2 separate regions of the Anas platyrhynchos genome follow, and region 1 is linked to region 2. A link is a contact called in public Hi-C data. All regions are on one chromosome and are shown on one strand. The core of a region is the stretch at or near the end of the contact, and the rest is flanking DNA. Distances in the headings are between cores, read along the strand shown. Region 1 overlaps ICE2 (interactor of little elongation complex ELL subunit 2). Region 2 holds the start of BNIP2 (BCL2 interacting protein 2).

Evidence for each region. Hi-C and Micro-C count contacts between places; a contact is called where the count stands out from the background.
Region 1: a contact with region 2 is called in a Hi-C map of subcutaneous adipose tissue, with 2.4 times the contacts expected there. The contact joins the enhancer-like site here to the promoter of BNIP2 in region 2. A contact is called at or near these places in 2 of 8 Hi-C or Micro-C datasets (liver and subcutaneous adipose tissue).

What each region holds. Positions count from the first base shown.
Region 1 is chr11:9,772,422-9,776,618 of IASCAAS_PekinDuck_T2T, forward strand. All of the region lies in intron 11 of ICE2 (interactor of little elongation complex ELL subunit 2), which reads right to left. Among named protein-coding and RNA genes, the nearest start is that of ICE2, 17 kb to the right of the region's middle. Within about 2 kb of position 1,425, at least 4 of the 8 cell types and tissues checked have an H3K27ac peak or open chromatin away from gene starts, as enhancers often do. A contact at or near this core is called in subcutaneous adipose tissue, where this site is marked.
Region 2 is chr11:9,453,232-9,457,477 of IASCAAS_PekinDuck_T2T, forward strand. It overlaps BNIP2 (BCL2 interacting protein 2), which reads right to left and starts at 1,761. Exons shown (of 11, transcript XM_027465566.3): 1 at 1,599-1,761. LOC106019670 (a long non-coding RNA gene) reads left to right here and starts at 1,816. Exons shown (of 4, transcript XR_011811896.1): 1 at 1,816-2,315.

The sequences.
Region 1 (4,197 bases), core at 175-2,674, 320 kb after region 2:
CTGAACATTTATGTTATTTCATATTGTGAGGATATCTTTGCCTTTCTTTTTTTTTCTTTTTTTCTTTTTTTTTCTTTTTTCTTTTTTCTTTTTTTTTTTTTTGAAAAAATTACAGCTTACTATTCCGGCCTTTTTCATAGCAAATTGGTAAAGACTATTTATCTTTGACATAGCTAGGAATAGCAATTCAAAGCTTTTCTCAACACATTTTTATAATAACTGCTGAGAGGAATGGTTTAGCCCAAATTTTCACTTAATAAGCAATAGAGATCATTACCGTAGCTTGTACATTGATGTGGTGACCTATGAAGCCAAGTTCTCATGTTGAGATTTTCCCAGAAAACTGTTCTATTACAGTTCCCACGAGGAGAATGAGGAAAAGACAGCATAATAAAAATGACCTGCTCAATACAATTAACTGCCTTGCTACAAATTTGCTCTTGTAGGTAGTCTACACGCTTCAATTGTACAATTATAACTGCTAAGCCAAAGCATTTCACATTCAAGGATAAACATTATTCAGCAATTTGTTATTGTCATCTGACATGTGATGTCAGATGACCAAGTAATAACTCTTTTTTTTACTAGATTTTCAAAAAGGCACCAGGACATCTGGTTTCTTTTAAATACCAGTGCATTTACTGCTTTTCTTGACATCAGTATTTTGTATAAGGCTTAAATACCTAGGATTAATACTCTGCATTGCTAACTATAAGAAAAGAAACTTGAAGTAATTTTATTTTTTTATAATGTGTTCTCCATTCCTTATTAGTGTCTTGTCAAATCAAAATCTTCTCCATTCTAAACTCATTGACAGCATAGCTGGGAAAAAAAAATCTATGAACTACTCATACCTGATTTATATTACTGTATGTTATAATTGAGAAGTGACTGACTGAAAATACTTGACATTCAGTAAGTTACCATACAGTAATTTTTTCCAATCAGTTTTCAAATCATCTTTATTTAAAAATCAATATTATTCTATTTAGGTGAAGGTAAACTATACTTGGGCACTTAATGCCAATTGAAGAATAGTATCTGGGATGAAGCATTTCCATTTTTAATCAGCAAAGCTTATCACTTTTTTTTTTTTTTTTTTTTTAAACTGATTAAACAAAATACAAGTCCTCAGTTTAGGAAATATGACAGAGATTACTTCCCTCTGCAGATGCAGGACTTCTTATTTGAGTAGTAAGGGGTCTTAAAGCAACCAACCGAGCAATGTGCTCTGCCATCTGGAGGATGGCACACTCTGTTTGAAAATAGTATCTCTGCTTTTGTACAAACTGTAAGTCTATGAGAATATATGAAATAAAAAATTCCACTTGATCGCACATCTTGCAATTTACACAGGAGGCAATGGGTAAACTTCCGTTTTCTCTCTCATCTCCTGAGCTGGCAGCACGGCTGAGTCACTGTGCTGAGCTACGAGATTCTTCCCTCAGTCAGAGTAATACCACTGAAGAACACTGGACAATTATAGGGCACTGGCCAAGGTCCAAAGAACTTTCCATCTAGCAACACAAAAGATTACTAATACTGTGAGTAGTTCTTTCAAGATCCAAGGGCTCCTAACCAACTTACCACTGATGTCTGCTAAGCACTCAAAACTTCAGTTATAAAGGGTTCACTTAAGATCTACATAGTCTCAGAACTATCTGAATAAGGTGGCAAGTTTTCCAGGTACTGCATTATTAATGGTAAAAATAAGTTTTTAAACATTTTTTTCATGTCTTCACAGGTGTACTATCATGTGAATTCAAGAAGAGCACTAAGTCTGTGTCTTTACTATTGCTAATTTTAAAATTCCTTTATGATAGGTCATGTTTCATGTTAAAAATTTCATACTGTAGTATGATCTAAGAGGATGAATAATTCAAGTCTGTCTTTCTGTTTACCCCAAATACATGATAGCAGTAGTCTTACTTGCACTTATCAGAGTAACGAACAACGAGACATTCACCCTATTCTAAGCTGCCTGTAATACAGGGATATTATCACTGTTGGAGAATTGTCACTTGTGTTTCAGGAAAAAAAAACATGCCATTTGAAAGAAGTGTCTAACTAAACCAGGACACTTGCCACAATGTTTTTCACAGCTCCCCAAAAACATCAGCTGAAAAGCAAAATTTTACAGCTGACTTTTAACATTTTTAACCATAGCAGAAAGAAGCCTGAAGTAGAACATGGCAACAGTTTCCTATTAAATGCTGTGGCAGATGCTTTTTCACAAAACTTAATGTTGACTTCCATGCATCTATTTTACCTACCTCTATGAGAAACTACATGTTGGTACCAAAAATCCAGAGCCCCCAACCTGCCTACCTGAATAAACCACATATTCTGTCAGTATCAAAAGTTAATCACATTCTCAGAGTCCATTTGTGTAGCATTAGAAAATAAATAAATAAATCGATATATATATACATATGTATATTTTGTTGTTAAATAGTTGGGAGGAGGCCTGCCCCACATGCTAGGAGTACCACTTTAACTCCTACAAGCCCCGCCCCTCCCGGACCCAGGTTTTGCTGCTGGAAGAAGCACATCCAAGAGCTGACAAACAACGAAGACTGGAATAACTAGTGTTTCTCAATCTCAGGGACACTTTCTCCTGAGCACAACAGAGAGCCTGTCAGAAGCTCGTCTATCAAAGCCTGCCTGCCTAGGGCTCCACACCCGTTTCATGGTTAGCAGGAATCTGCACCGTACAGCGGAGACTAATAAACCTCTGAATCAGGAAGGGGTGACTGCTAATGCCAGAACAACTCCTGCAGCACACAGACTTTTTTCTCCTACATTCCTGCGAGCCCCAGTAAAGGGGTGTTGGCTGGGTGAGCTGTATGCAAACTTCTGCACCCTAGCCATATGTTAAGTATCCTGTTACTGATGTAAGATTAGATAGACGTGCATTCTTTCAGCCTGCATGCTCTGTAAGCCAATCATCAGCCTCTACAAGCTTCCCTATTTCCTCACACTGCTTGTGCCTCCAGAGAAGCTAATAAAAAGTTTTCTTGAAGGGGCTAAATTTCAGTGCAGTTTAGTACTGTTCTTCTACGCAAAAAAGGAAAAAAAAAAAAAAAAAGCTTCAGTAGAGTATGTCAATATAAATTAGAAATGGAGAACTTTGTATGTCACTATTGTCACTATTTTGTCTTTGTGAGGAATTTTAGAGGGGGGAAACCCACATCAATTATTACTTTCAAACTTAGAAAGTAGAAAAAACTTTCTATAAATATGGAGAGCAGACAAAGAGATTCTATCAGCTAAACTATCACTTAAAACGTATCTGATTTCCCACAAACCTTATACTTCCATTATAAGATGCAAAGTTTCTAAGTAGAAATTAGGAAAGAATTAACTGAACATTTCTAAAATAGCATTCTGGCATGAGTCATCAAGAGCAAAAAGTGTCATTCAGCGCAGAAGTGGAAAGGTTAAGACAACCACAGGCCACAACTGCTACCATAACAACCATAAAAACAGAGATCTTTCTACAACAGGAAAGCAAGGCCCTGCTGCAGAACATTCATTCACTGTACAAACAGGATTGGCCTCACCCCAAAGCAAGCACCAAACGTGGTATAAGATGCATTTTGGCTAACTTCTTTAATTGTTGCAGATCTTTCCTTCTAAAATGTTATTAATTACGAGGTAATTGGTATTAAAGATATGTGTATATTAAAAACTTTGGTAAAATAATCTGGCCAAGTTCTTTATACATACCTTTTTTTTTTTTTTTCTCCACAAAACAGTACGTATCCTACTAGGCATAACATTTCTTGCCTTCTAAAAGAATCATTGTACAAACATGAATACAGCATATTTTACTGCAAGTTTGTTAAGGAAGTTACCCTTATAACACTGAATTCCTAGATTGTTTGGTTTAAGTTTTGATTTTGCACAAAATGGTCTTTACACTAAGACACATTTCTGCTAACATGTCCATGCTTTTTATCCCCAATTTATTGTATTTTTATTTTCTATGCTCTGATTTACGGCTGTAATCTCTTCTACACAGGATTTTTTACAACTTCATTCGCACTGAATACACATTACTTCCCATTCATAGACATTATTACATCATCTTTTTTTCCATCTGTTGCATGATACAGGACAAAGAGTATGAAGACCACCCCATGACAGGTATGTTTCAAGTCCTAACACTTATTAGGAAGTAAAATTTAATGGATC
Region 2 (4,246 bases), core at 511-3,010:
AAATTTTAAGATACTTTTAGAAAACGCTTCCCGCGTGACAAGAAGCTACTAACGAGAATTCTTTAGAGGTAGATTTAAAGCAATCATCCACTGAATACTGCATAGCATAACTGCAAACAACTTCCCAGCCGAGTTCCAAGCCCTAGATCAGAAAAGGAGGAGTTTAGGCTAATTCAGTTCCGTGTCCCACTTAACAGGCAGACTAAGTAGCTGGTTTGGAAGTTTTGGCTTAAATACTCAAGCACAAAAGCCCTTGTCAACTAGAAGAATGAGAAATTAAGGAGGAAAGGTAGTCTTCTGCTTCAGGAAAGTTGGAGAAGCACTGACTTTCTAGTTGGCCATTGATTTTAACATAATATTAATGCTTACAAAACAGAAAAGGAGCTCTCTTTCTGCTTGTACAAAGTAAAGCAAAGTTTAGGACAGTATTCCTATAGCTCCTGTGGCAGCACTGACTTCTCTTTTTTAATCTAAAGGTTAGGTTTGAGAAGTGCCACACTAATAATGCAAGTCTGCATTAGTCACGTAGAAGAAAATGAGCTAATTTCTGCCTGGTCCTAGAGCGCTTCACAGCTAATTCAATGCCACAGTTCCTCAACAGCAAACCTGTCATTTTACTCTGCACTTAGCTTAAAGAAGTATCCAAAGGTTGGAAACTTCACCAAAGGCCATCCGGATGCAGGACTGCCACGCAGCTCTGCTCCCTTCCTGCAGCCACCGGACTTTGGTGATCACCAACGCCTTTCATACTTGCAAGCATCTCACCAGGTATGCTACAGTGTCACTCACGGAACCACAACATAACCACAAAGGAACACAACACTGAAGTCGTTTCTCCTCTGCTACAGCTAACAAAAAGGATTTCCGTTTCCAGGCCACCAGATTAACCCCGTGTTGGCTTTCCGTGGGGGCGTATTACTGCTGGCACCAGAAGCCAAGCTGCGCTCTCATCTTTTTTCCTGGAAGGGGATTTAGCTCCCAAAGCCGTCGCTAACACCGAGGGGGCTGAGCTAGGGTGGGGGCAAACACCAGCTGTAGTGGTGGTGAGAAGGCTCCTGACCTGCAAAGCAGATCTGACAGCGGCAGGCCAACAGGCGCCCTGAGCAGCCCCTGGTACTCAAGAATTAGAGAGATGACAGAATGCGCGGATTCATTTCTGATTAAGGCCTTCTGCAAGTGTTTGTTGGGTTTTTGTTTGTTTGTTTTTTTAATTTTTCATCCTTGAGTTCACGGGACAATACTCATCTGGGCGGTGAGCACTGACACAGCCCCATCTCCTCACCCAGCAGCGCCCCGTGCCCAGCCCTCGGCCGGCACCGCGGCACTGGGGCAGGACTCGCGCAGCGCTCACCCGCGGGACAGGCGCGGCGGCCCGGCCCCACGGAGCCCGCACGGAGCCCGCAGCCTCCCCGCGCTCAGCCCCGTCACCGCCCCGTCCCCACCACGCAGCCGCCTCACAGCGCTCAGCCCCCCCGGGCACCCCCCGGGCACCCCCCGGCCCCGGGGAGCCGCGCCCACAGCGCCCGCCTGCCCCCGGGCCCTACCGAGCGGGAAAGCCCCGGCCCCCCCCGGCCCCCAGCCCCCGCCCCCCGCCGCACCTGCCGGGAGGGGCCGTGCCGGGCCGGGCCGGGCCGTGCCGGGGCCGCCGCGCCGAGGTCCCGCTGCGCTGCGCGCCGCCCCGCGCGGCCCCGGAAGCGCCCCCAGCGCCCGGCTCACGTGACCGCCGCCGCGCATGCGTGCGGGGCGAGCCCGCCCTCCGGCACTCGGCGCGTGCGCGCTCGGGGGGCGGGGCTCGGGGGCTTGAGGGGCGGGGCGGGGCCGGGCGGGCGGCCGTTGGCGGCCGTTGGCGGCGCGCGAGGCTCCTGTGAGGGCTGTGAGGGCGGCGGCTGTTGGCGGCCGTTCCCTTCCCTCGACACCAGTTGATTCCTGCAGCCGTACAGCTCACGGCACACGAATATACACATTTCTAGCGCTGGCACAATCATCCAGCCACACGCACAACCGGCAGCTTGCCACTGACGCGTCGCTGCAGTCAGAGAGGGCCGCTGGCTTAATGCTTGGCCCTCACAGCCAAAGCCTTGCCCGACGGTGAAAGAAGCAACAAGAACAACAGTGTTTTATTGTAGGGTGCAGAAGGAACTTTTAATAAACGCGACGTGTGGAGAAGAGTAAAAACATGATATAAGGGCACATGCAGAAAATGAAGAAAAAGATGAGAAAGGAAAATATTTATAAAAAAGAATAGAAAGCAGAGGACCCTCCCTTCCCCCCAGCAAAGATAAAATCTAAGGATAACAGGAAATAAAGCAATTAAGGTAAATTGGTTGGAATATTTTTAAGGACTTAGTATAATTCACAGCAAACAGCCAGAGGCATGCAGGCATTATTGTAACATAAACTTATCAGCTAATAGTTAGGAATACAAAGCTTAAATATAAAGGAGTATGTAACTACTTGTATGAGAAATACGGTAAAACTGTAATGGGAAACAGCAAAAAGTAAACAATATTTTATTCTTGTACCTCTTTTGTCCCCTTTTTGCATTTATGGAAGTAACTGCCACAGAAGATGACCAAGCAGCATTATTCAGTGCTTAAGGATGTTACATTTTTCTGTCAGTTCCTGGCTGCAAACTTACTACTAGTGTACCTACTTTGAGTATCCCATGGCCATAGCATCCTGGTTTTTATTAGCAGAGATCTGAGTACAGGAATTTCATGAACAGTTTGTGCTTAAGACTGAATGGCTAGAGATCTCAGTCTGCTGAACTGGACTGTTCATGAACAGTTGGAATTACTCCAGCCTGAGCTGGGTTTAACTGAGCTCTGAAAATCAAGGGTATCTGTGACAATCTTCCTAGTCCAGTAATATATGAAGGGCCACTATTAAAAGGTTTAAAGTCTTCCCACTAACGAAAGTGTTTTTTTTTTTTTTTTTTTTTTTAAAAAAAAAAAGTTTCATACTAGATCTCTGTGTGCTTTTCTAAATGTTATGCAATTACTGATAATCTCAAAACTGTCTTCAAAACGCACAGAGGGTGATCGTCTGCAGGACAACTCCAAACTTGTGTCATGATGGTCAGCAGAGTTGTGCAATTTCTCATTTCTTACACGGGGTGGCACAGTATAGCTGGAAATCTATCGGGTGTTCAGGCATAACTCGGAAAACAAGCAAACAAGGGGTCAGACAACTACTGGGGGATGTTGAATATTTCTATTTTTAAACATCATACAATTACAAATATAAGCAGATTCTTACATGAAAGCTTTACCAAAGAGAACAGGCTTGTGAGAATAATGCTCTGTCACATGAATTTTGTCCTGTACATGGGAAAAAACAGCTGTTACACAGCTTCGGATCTGGAATAATTCACAATTAATCTTTAAATAGAAAATAGCCATCAAAAGCTACAAAATACAAAAATCTTCACATTTTTCCTATTTTTTTTTAAGAAAAATATTTAGTAATATTAAACAAACAGGTTAAAAATGCCCCCTTTCAAGCAACAGCTCAGAAATGCTGGAATTCAAAAACATACATTTGAAAATCCTTCTCATGTGGATCTGGATATATAGACTGCATTTGTATAGCTTTCCTCCTGGCTGTTTTACCTGTAGAGAAAGTATGAAAAAAAAGTATTTTTCAACTTTTATTTTGACCTTTTTTTGATAATAAGCGCTTTGAGCTGCAGTTCACCTCTGCTTCTGTAGTCTATGCACATAATTTGGCTCCTGTCTTAGACACCTGTGATACACTGTGACAAGAGAAACGTGTTACATGTATATAGTAATAACTTTCAGATATGTGGATGGGAACTAGGTAGTGTGTAATATTTTGAGATTCTTTTGATATTCCTGTAGGGTGCATCATTACCATCTTTTTTAAGCCATGTATAATACTGTAATCAGTTGTCACGCTGATGTAACTAGCTAAATGTGATAGCTGCATCTTCTTTGTATATCATGGAGTAAACTGTTGAGCAGAAAGTGATCCTCATCATGGTCCTCCTATGTCCAGTGCATTTTATCCCAAACCTCCCAGAGCTACTTCAGGCAGAAACCACGATGCTGTAGTGGACTCGTCCTTCATAATCAGGATAGCACTTCACATATCCTTCCTCTCATTTCGCCTTTTTCCATCTGAACAAGTATATTGTTGTTAATAAGCAGTTAAGATAGAAATCGGGTTGAAGTGAAGATCTTGTGTTTGGAATTCAGCTAGGGAAGTACAAAAACATAAAGAATGT